Regions from separate parts of the Zea mays genome. Here all the other regions are linked to region 2. The links are chromatin contacts, called in public Hi-C maps. All regions are on one chromosome and are shown on one strand. The core of a region is the stretch at or near the end of the contact, and the rest is flanking DNA. Distances in the headings are between cores, read along the strand shown. Region 1 has its middle 51 kb from the start of LOC118476908. Region 2 has its middle 27 kb from the start of LOC732827. Region 3 holds the start of LOC118476908.

Region 1 (3,622 bases), core at 273-2,772, 280 kb after region 2:
CGAGCCTGCCTCCCTAGCTCGTGGAATGGCCGAGCCGAGCCGAGCTCGGTCAGCCACCGAGCTGCACCGAGCCGAGCCGAGCCGAGCTCAGCTCGGCTCGTTTCCAGCCCTAGTTAAATCTATTAGACCATCAACATTCTGTTTGTGGTTAGAAGATTTATTTGCAGCTAGTTGGTTCAACTTGTCATTCCATTTCGGCTCATTTCGTAAAATGTTCCAGCAATGAATGAATTAAAATGACCTGTTATCTTTATCCATCTGCCTTGTACAAAGTGCATGCATCAGCGAGCTGCACATATTGAGGTATTAGTTCCTGTCATGCATATTAAAAACAAGATTTAGTACATAATGAATTACCTTGTTTTCAAATGTCTTTCCACTTTCATTTCTACCCTCAATCCGCAACCACAGAACTTATTCACGGACTCTTGGATAGTGAACCATCGACGCATAAGTGAATTTTGGCTTCGATCCAGTATGATTTCCTTCGTTCTCGACATGGAAGAAATCATATATCCTAGCCCAATAAGCAGAACGCTTTTGATTTCTGCCTTCAATCGGATCGGTACTGATGTTCAACCAAGCACTCACAAGTAACAAATCCTCCTTGTCGTTAAAATTCTTCAACCTTTTCTTTGTTTCCTTTTGTGCTCCTACCTGTGCCCACATTTAGTGATTCCTGCTCCTCGAGTGGACTGCTCAAACCCATAGACATGCTGTGATCAATCCCATTCAGCAAGATGGGAGTGGTTTAAGGGACGCGTTGGAGGCTTGAATTTTCTTTTTTTTTTCCATAAAATTTCAGTGTAAGAAAGATTTTAAGGCGCCTTTTGGAGATGCTCTAATGTTCCAAATGCTTTTCTTCATTGTTTCAACGCTAGGAAGATTATCACAGAGTTTTTCTTAAGCCCTTATCACTTTTAGTTGTCAACATGCTGGGTAAAAAAATGCAATCCTCTTAAAAAAACGTTGTTTAAGCATTTTTCTTCAACGATGATAGATAAGGACACCAATGATAGATAAGGACACCAATCAGCCGCCGCCAGCGCACTTGAGGCCTCTTCATCAGTTAAATTAAGCATGAGCTTGTTCATCACTTGATCTCCCTGATGCGATCATGCGAGCAAGATCTACTAACATGCCAGGCCGTTCCCTTTGATGCTTTGACCAATCAGCAACCAGCCACAGCTGCGCGCAGACAAATCAGCATGCGAGCCACGCCGCCTGCCGACATGGCCGCCGCCCGAAGCGAGAGCACCATCATGTCTCCCGGAGCGGCGCCATCTTGAGCGGTCGACGAGGTCCCTGCCTCTGCCTGGCGCCTGCGTGCCCACGGTGGAGGCTGGCGCGGCCGACAGCAGGTCCCAGAATAAGAGCAGGGGGGCCGCGCGCGAGATTAGCGGCGCACACGGAGATGTACGGAGACGTTGACTGCGAGCTTGCAGTGGCAGTACTACGACTACAAGACAGCCGCAGGGACATCAGGAGCCGCCATGCCCGCGCGCCTGTTGGGCTTGAGGGCGCGCGCGCGCGTGGGAGCGCGTACGCGTAGTCGCACACCTAGCCACGCCACACGTGCCCCTGCGGTACGTACGTGGCGGCCGTCATCATGTGAGTGGCAATTTGTATCTCCGCATATTGCGTCGGATTGAAATTTGATATTGGCGATCGTGAATATATAATACCATTAAATTTTTTTAAAAACCTTTAACCACTCTTCTTATTAAAAATAATATATTATTATTTTTATTTGTTTTATCACTTAAGATAGTTTGTTTATACTTGACTTAAAATTTTTATATTTTTAAATAAATATTTTAAATAAGATAACCGATCAATGTTTTCGAAAAAATCAACGGTATCGTATATTTATGAATGGGATGTATTAATCAGTAACACATGGATATTGTCTCTCTCACTTTAGCCATCATCTAATTTGTAAAGTTCAACCAGGTGGACAGCTGGAAAATTTGTGGTACACTGCCAGACTTAAAGGCTTGTTTGGTTTACTACCTAACTTTACATATTTTGCCTAACTTTTTTGACTAAGGTTAGTTCTTCAATTTGGACGACTAAACTTAGGCAAAGTGTGGCACAATTAGTCGCGAACTAAACAGTCCATTAGTGCGTTCGTACAAGACGGTCGAAACAAGGATGACGCGGCCGTCGACACTACCGAATCCTTCGTGTTGATGAAGTCGTCAGCTGTGACGCAAAATCGGTCGACTTATTAAAGCAAAGCAAGATAGCGCAGGAATGTCCTGAAATATTGGCCCAAAAAAACTAGTAGCAGTTCGTTGTCATTTTCAATCTTGACGAAAGAATTAACTGTGCTATACTTTGCCTAAAATTAATCGTTCGAATTGAAAAACTAACTTTAAACAAAAAAAAAATTAGAAAAAGTGTGGTAAGTTAGGCAGTAAATCAAACATGCCCTAAGTCCCAACAACAAAGGCCTGCCTCGGTCCACCATGAACGTTCAACAGCGACTCCCTCGATCCATCCTCATGGTAGCTTTTTTTATATATTTTAAAAATATCTGAAATCTTAAAACCATGCCCCGCAGCCAAAAAAAAATAGCAGGTCGTCCAACAGGGGCTGCACTGCAGGGACATGTATGTAACTTTTTTTCACATTAGTCCATGCCGCTCCGCGGTGGTGGGGCGACTGACTGCATGCCCGTCCTGAGGCAACTTACAATGCCCCTGTTTGTTTCAGCTTCTTGCAGCTTCTGGCCACCAAAAGCTGCTACGGACTGCCAAACGCTCAGCTTTTCAGTCAGCTTCTATAAAATTCGTTAGGGTACAAACCATTCAAAATCAACATAAACACATAATCGGTTCAGTCGTTGCAATAGTAAGAATCTGTCACTTTCTAGATCCTGAGTCATATGGATATCTTTATCTTCCTCCGCACGTAATCTTAATGATACTCAGATTCTCTACACAGCCAAATTCTTACCACAGCCAGATTCTCAGAAAAGCTGTTCAGAAAAATCTGAACCAAACAGGCACAATAGTCTTTCTTACCACTTAGGCAAAGCGGTCTCCACATCCTAAGGGTGGTTAGATCATTTGCTTTGAATGTTGTAGTGTCACTGTTGCATTGTTGGTCGTTATTTAAACCTGTGTATATTACTTTTAGATTTTTAGTTTAAATTTTTTTATCATCCAATACTTAATTATGGTGTGTTTGGTTGAGGAGCGGAGGCGAATGGAACGACTCCACTCTTATTTTTTTATGTTTGGTTTCAACATAGAGAGTGGAGCGGCTCCTGGAGTCTATATATGACAAATATTTAGGATGCTCTCGCTCCACCAAAACGACCAGATGCGAGTGCTCTCGCGGACGCGAGCGCTCTCCTCCCTTTCCTCCACTCCACAGTCATATGGCTCTCCAACTAAACAATGAACGGAGCGGCTCCGCTCTATTCTACTTTTCAATCGAACATAAAATGCTACTTGTCAAACATAGAATGAAATAGTTTAATTCTTAAAAACTGGAATAAAGCCGCTCCATTTCAGTTGGTGAACTGTTCCCTTCGCAATCGCTGCTAGTACCTTGAGATAGTTACGAATGGAATTCAAATACTATGCTCATGTCCGAATCAATGATAGTAGAA
Region 2 (3,358 bases), core at 49-2,548:
AATCCTTCCTTTCTCCTCAACGGAGCATCTAGGCAGCGTCCCAAGCCAATGATTTTGTACGATAGGCAGCTATCTGCCTAAGAGGCTAAGAGGATCCAATTCAAACATACTCTTAGAGATGGAGACTCGTTCATCGATTATTCAACACAAATTTATCTATTAGAGCTTATTAGAGCATCTCTAACAAGGACTATAAGATAGAGCCTTAAACATTAAAATAAACTATATTTAAAATATTTAAGACTTCAATAATAAACTTTATGTTATTAGGAAATAAATAATCTCTACTAATCTCTATCTCTATATCTTCTCTATCTCTACTAACTATTAAGGTATTAGTGTAGACTGCCCCTGCCTCCCCTCTGCGCGTGGCAACCCCCACCCCCACCCACCCGCAAACCCCGACCAAGCCGGCCTACCTCTGCGGAAGCTCCATGCGCGCAACGTCTTTCGCGATGCTCGTGCCCACCTGCTCTCCCGCTAGCACACCGCACACTTTGAGCAACCCCAAGGGCCTATGCGCCGTGTCACAGTAGCCTGGGTCCATTGTTCTTGTTTGCCCTGGTGCCCAGAAGGGGCAGGTTAGGGTGGAACACTATAAGGCAAGGAAGACCAAGTTTATCAATGCACACACTTCCCGTGTCGCGTGCTTTGCATTGTCGTAGGATGGGAGGCTCATTGCGACTGCTAGCACCAAGGGGACTCTTGTTAGAATCTACAATGCAGCTGAAGGCAATCTCCTACAGGAAGTAAGCTTTCTTTCACGCGCTCGTAGCTGTATTGTATACATGTACGTTCTGTTGGGTGATGTCGCAACTAATAAAAACTAATTTTGTCGAGTATGATGCAATCAAATGTCTTACTATTTTGTTTTGATAAGGAATTAAGGATTATATCATGACAGACTGCCAGCTTGCATGCTTGGCTTCCGAGCAAACTTTCTTTGGGCCCCAAGAAAATATAAGATCCGATCAGATATGTGTCGATGCTCATCCCAAAGTACTCCTGTTGCAACGCGTGGGCACACAACTAGTTATAGAGAAGCCAACAAATAAGCTTGTCGGTTTGGTAGAATGTTTGCATGAGATTTTAAAGGGAACCTTCTAACTATAAATAGGATGCTTCTTTAAAAAGCTATTTCTGAAAATAAGAATAAATTGGTTTTTCTAATGAGCCTCTCGAGGTGTTGATGCATGAGCCATCCAGCTTCTAGAAGCCCTCAAAAGCCGTTGCTAGCTCAGTGCTCACGCACGCACACGGGACAAGCGTCACACACTACCATAGAGACGAAGAAACTGGCTCCGCATAACCGCATCCTCTGTGGCAAGTGGATTAGTATAGGAATCGAATAGAAAAGGTCTATCCGTGCTGACGGCGAGCTTCGAGGAGGTGCCGTGAAAATTGTGGAACTGGAAACCGCGACACGCGCAGGCGCAGCAGGGCAAGAGCACGCGCCGACCGTCCGACAGAAGGACGCGTGTGATCGATTGGGCCGCGTCCGCGCCTGCTGGCCTGCAGTGGATGTGGATTGGATAAGGCTGAGACGTGTTAGCTTTCATCCTGCCGTTTGCTCGTTTTGTCTCTTTCTTTCTTTTTTCCCACTTGCTGCTGTTTTGATATTTTTTTTCTTCTCTTCCATACCTGTCTTTTTCCTTTGAAGCCAATTTGTAGTGTCAAATGGCAGACTGATCAAGTCCAGGGTTCGTAGTCATCAAAAAAGAAGTCCAGCGTCTGTCGAAGCTAGCGACATAAAAGGCAGGAAGACGTGTACATTACGCTTGTGTGGCCAGATGCAGACATGAATTAATACATATAGATAGATGACTGTTTGTATTTGATTTTTTTACAGACTTACGTGTTAGTAATTTAGGCTTTTTATATTTAATTTAATCTAAAAATAATATAGTAAAACTACGATAAATATATATGTATGTGTATAATACTATTAGAGATGATAAGTATCTTTTTTCCTGCCGAAGATCCCGGAAACAAAGACATTATCTGAAAATAATAACAACGAATGCCGAAGCTACAACCGAAGGATGACAGCTTCGGCTTAGAATGGCAACGAAGGTCAAGTATAATACCGAGCCAAAGAGGAAAATACTAGTTAATCCCTAATAATTTATGTTACGATTATGTGTACATATTAAGGTCATAAATGTATTTTACCTGGGCTACGTCCTGTGTCTATAAATAGGTGAACAGTACCCACGTACTATCCACGCTGGATTGTAATCGCTCTTGCGTCAACACCTTCGAACAAGCCGAAGGTATCAATGTAACATAAATCTTATTAATATCCATATGTTTATCATGAAATAAATATATGAATTGACATATGAATGGATAATATTTTCCATCCCTATGAATTGTTATTCTTGCGAATGATGAAGGTGCATCCTTTATGACCTTCATTTGAAGATCATTATATTCAAAAGGAGATGATGCCTCGAAGGAAGAAGGTCCCTAATCTTTAACAATTATGTTGTCTTGTTCTTGATTCACAGTATTTGAGAACAAGAGAACAATATTGGCGCGCACCTCCAGTGAACTCACTTCCACGATCACAACAATGGCTTCGCAAGGTGACTAAGTTGTGGCACCATGGGCTACGAAGCTGGTGCTCCCAATTACAGCCGACTCATGTTTTGAACCAGCCAATAAGAAGTAGAAGAAGGAAGCTGTAAAGCCCAAAATTGATAAAAAAATAAAATAAAGAAATAAATATTTTTATGATAGTGTTTCTAGAATTTTTAAAACCTTTGAGAATTTATTGGGACCCTTTTATATATAATCAATCATTGTTATTAAATTAATTAAGTAACCAATAAATAAATAAAGAAGGGTTCATCTCTTGTTGATGATGTGGTATCATGCATTTTATTGAAAACATGAATTTGATCTCAATTTATAAATGAAAATATAAAAGAGAAAATGAGAAAAGAAAGTGTAATAGTATTTTGTTACTTCTAAAAAAAGTTGGAAAATGGAGGAAAATAAATGATAATATTAAAAATAGTAGAATCTATATCCACATTAGAATTTTGTTTGAGAATGGAATATGAAATCTAAAATAGAAAGTTGAAATAAGTTTGAAATTGAAATAGGAATTGGAAAAGTTGAAAGAAATTAAAATAGAAAAAAGAACAAACTTGTGTCTAGGCCGATTCCCACTTTTCTGGGCCAGTTTACCTCCGGCGCGGCCCAACTCGCTACTCACCTGCGCGGCCCGGCACAGGGGGGGGGAATTCGCACGCCGACAGGCGGGCCCACCCCGTCAGCCGCACGTGTCGCGCGCGCTGGCCGATTCTCTCTCTATCTGTCAGGTGGCCCCAATCTATCATCTCCTTCCTCT
Region 3 (3,342 bases), core at 347-2,846, 330 kb after region 2:
TCTTATTAAAAGATACCCTAATTTTGAACCTTTGGAAAAGTTTATTAGATTCCCAAAATAGGATTATGAGGTGCTACAAAACTCCAAAAAATCAAGATAAAAATGATTTTTAGTGGCGGTTTCTTAAAAAAACCGCATACAGAAATCGTTTTTAGAGGCCGCCTGTAGAAATCAATGATTTCTAGTGCTGGTTTTCTTAATAAACCACCACCAAAAATACCACTGACGCTTAATAACCAAAACCACCTGTAAAAATAAAACCACCGCAGGTTTAGAGCTCTTTTCTACCAGTGAACCTACGAGCACTGAACAAAGAATAATGCGTCTCCGGTACTCTTCACAAATAGATCATGTGTGTAGGATACATTCTCTTTAGTATCGGATAATGTAAAGATGACTAAAGTTTGATACGCTCTGGTCCGGGTTATCCAGTACCGATTGAATATCCGGTATTATAGTTGGTTCCCAACCTGTACCGATGGACTTTGTCCGGTGATCATCTTATCTTTTAATTTGGTGGCTAAAGCAACGGTAGAATTAAAATTCTAAAAGAACGATATGCCCCCATCTTAATTTCCTCGATCTGTAAGCCATCTGGTCGTATTACGTTGGAGCGAGATATAGGTCAAGCTAGAAATCCAGAATTAATATATCCAGATCATGTGTAGGAAACTATATTTTGCTTTTTTTTCCATTTCGAATCCATCTCGCGCAGCCTTATTTAGACACTACAACTCCCGGCCGTACGTATCAGAACAGTTCTGGCTGATCACTTTCAGTACAACCCAGTGTAACAAGAAAAAATGAGCACTCTCGGTGCAACAACAACAACAATATAATAATAAAAAAGGACTAGAAAAATATATTCTTGCAGCCTTATTATCTCGACCGTCAAATTACAGGGGCCAGGGTGATGAGTTGTTCTGTAACCCTTGGGGCCGGGGCAATGCGACTCTCTTGCAACGATACAAATTAATAGCACAGCAGGCAGCAGCAGCCTTCAGCATCTATCATCAGTTGGCAAGAAATGCATATCAACCACATGCACGTAGTAGCCGTACGTAGTCGAATGCGTCCTCACGCCCTTTTTAATTAGCCTCTAACGAAAGAGAGACAGCATGCAGGGCGCAGGGGGCAAAACAAATGCCAAGGAAAATTAAGATCGATCAATCAATCAACCGGCGCGCCGGCCGGTCGTCGTCGTCCCGTCCTAAAATGCTATACCATGCATGGAGCAGTAGAGCACCGTGTGGCGCACGTACGCACGCTGGAATCTGAAGGCCTACCGCAACCGCAATGGCGGGGGCCAAAAAAAGATCCAAAAAACCGGCGAGGGGCCGGGGGTGACGAGACGACGACGGCCGACTGGAACAAGCGGGGGACGATCGATCATGGCGGATCAATCACTCCAGCGGAGAAGCATGACCACGCAGCGGCGGATGATGTAGAGCTTGGCCCTCTTCTCCCTCAGAGACTTGTTCATCTGCTTCATCTGGCTTCCAACCTTCATTGTGGAAATATATGAGTAACAATGCAGGTTCCTTCAGATCAGGTTTTGTCAGGAAAAAGGTTGGAGGCGCGCAGGAGTTGGTGGCCCTATAGCTAAGTGTTGTGGACAGAGCAAAATAGAGAGGTAGAGAAGTCCCTATATAGAGGAGGACGAGATGACTCGCGATTAGTTGGAGAGAAATACAACCCCCCTTGACAAACTCCTACTATTCTTCTACCCGGGAGTTGCTTTGGAGATGGTAATTAATCCGTGCGTGGGCGGCCATCACCCACCTTTAATAGTGAATTACAGTCACTACAGTAAGGATTAGTTTGGGAGTCATAAAACCGGAGAGGACTGGAGAGGCTAAAATCTCCTTCTTATTAAAAATTGAATAAGAAAAGGATAGCCCCTCTAATTCTCTCTTGTTTTTTAGCTTCCAAACTAACCCTAAGAGATAAAATTTCCGACGGCAAAAGCCGTCGGAAATCCTAAACTATTGGACATAATTTATATTTGACGGCCAAAGACTTATATCCTATGACGAACATAACTTACGTCCGACGGTCGTAAGGAATAGCCGTCGGAGATTTCTAATTTTCCTATTGTGAGTGGTAAATAAATGCATGAACGACGACAAAGTAGAGCGGACAGCTGGCCATCTCCAAGCGTGGGACAAAGCTATCAACTCGTAAGAGATGCACTGCACGTATATATATACACGTAGACCATTGTTTACTTCATCCGAGAACTAGTGCTCCGATCTCGATGGCTTTCTCATCAACGGGGCGCTGAGCCTTTGTTCATTCATCGCTACGTACGTACGGTGAAAGTACTAGCTAGGGAAAAAGGTCGTAGTAGCTGAAGCGTGTGCCGTTTTTTCAGATTGCTTTGGACCATCCAGAACTCGGAGAGCGAAAAGCTAAGCTTCGTTCAGGCGCACCTCTTGCGTCGACCTCTGCTGCTCTGTAGCCAGCCGTTATAGCCGACAGCTGAATTGCAACTCATACCCCTACGACTGATGACTCGACCAGTAAGTAATAAACAATCGATCTATGGACAGCAGGAAATTTCAGACAGTATCCCGGCCCTCCTCGCTGCACTGGATACCTGGCAACCTTAGGAATTAAGCATCAACTAACCATGTCACCGTGATCTTGCAAGATGAACATCAGTTGTGCTGCTCAAGTAACAGTGCTCTGACACGGACCCATCAGCGCCACAGAACACCAGCATTATATTATATTATAGCTTCAAAGTTACTACTGAACACTGAATTAAACGTTGAGTGGAAAAGCAAGCGAGATCATTCTCCAGCTTCATAAGCAAAGGAGGGCGCCGTGGGGGCCCTTGCTATGCATGGGCAACTGAACTGTCAAGGCCGGGAGAGATCGACTGGTCAAACACGAACGCTTACTCGATCGGTACGTAATGATAAGAACGTCTATCTCCTTGCATTTGGGGCGTTGCATCTAGACAAAATATGGATGGCCCTTGACGCATGCGAAATATAGCGAATGAACATTCGTTTTTGCAACCAGCCGTGTTTTTAGAGCCGGTCAAACGATACGTACGTGTCATTTTTTTTGGGTAGTATTTCGAGGAGTCGTCGAGGGGTGATGATTAGGTTTTTATTTTAATTTCTTGTTTTCTGTGGTCTGAAAAGGTTAGGAGAGTGCAAGCAGCAGCAAGAACACTGAAAACTGGAGCAAGTTCAGTGCATGTACATGATGACAGAGTGCAACAACGAGGATTATATATATATATATATATATATATATATATATATATATATATATATATATAGGGACGAACTAATGGAAGCCTAGGGCTTCTATTAGTATCGGGAAGCC

Evidence for each region. Hi-C and Micro-C count contacts between places; a contact is called where the count stands out from the background.
Region 1: a contact with region 2 is called in a Hi-C map of leaf, with 5 times the contacts expected there. The contact joins two enhancer-like sites. A contact is called at or near these places in 3 of 25 Hi-C or Micro-C datasets (bundle sheath, leaf and leaf mesophyll).
Region 3: a contact with region 2 is called in a Hi-C map of bundle sheath, with 3 times the contacts expected there. The contact joins the promoter of LOC118476908 here to the enhancer-like site in region 2. A contact is called at or near these places in 2 of 25 Hi-C or Micro-C datasets (bundle sheath and leaf).

The regions. Positions count from the first base shown.
Region 1 is chr4:62,581,664-62,585,285 of Zm-B73-REFERENCE-NAM-5.0, forward strand. No RefSeq gene overlaps it. Among protein-coding and RNA genes, the nearest start is that of LOC118476908, 51 kb to the right of the region's middle. Within about 2 kb of position 1,523, at least 12 of the 20 cell types and tissues checked have an H3K27ac peak or open chromatin away from gene starts, as enhancers often do. A contact at or near this core is called in bundle sheath, leaf and leaf mesophyll, where this site is marked.
Region 2 is chr4:62,302,578-62,305,935 of Zm-B73-REFERENCE-NAM-5.0, forward strand. No RefSeq gene overlaps it. Among protein-coding and RNA genes, the nearest start is that of LOC732827, 27 kb to the left of the region's middle. Within about 2 kb of position 1,299, at least 16 of the 20 cell types and tissues checked have an H3K27ac peak or open chromatin away from gene starts, as enhancers often do. A contact at or near this core is called in bundle sheath, leaf and leaf mesophyll, where this site is marked.
Region 3 is chr4:62,632,680-62,636,021 of Zm-B73-REFERENCE-NAM-5.0, forward strand. LOC118476908 reads right to left here and starts at 1,597. Exons shown (of 1, transcript XM_035967279.1): 1 at 1,301-1,597. The coding sequence starts at 1,510. The coding sequence ends at 1,400.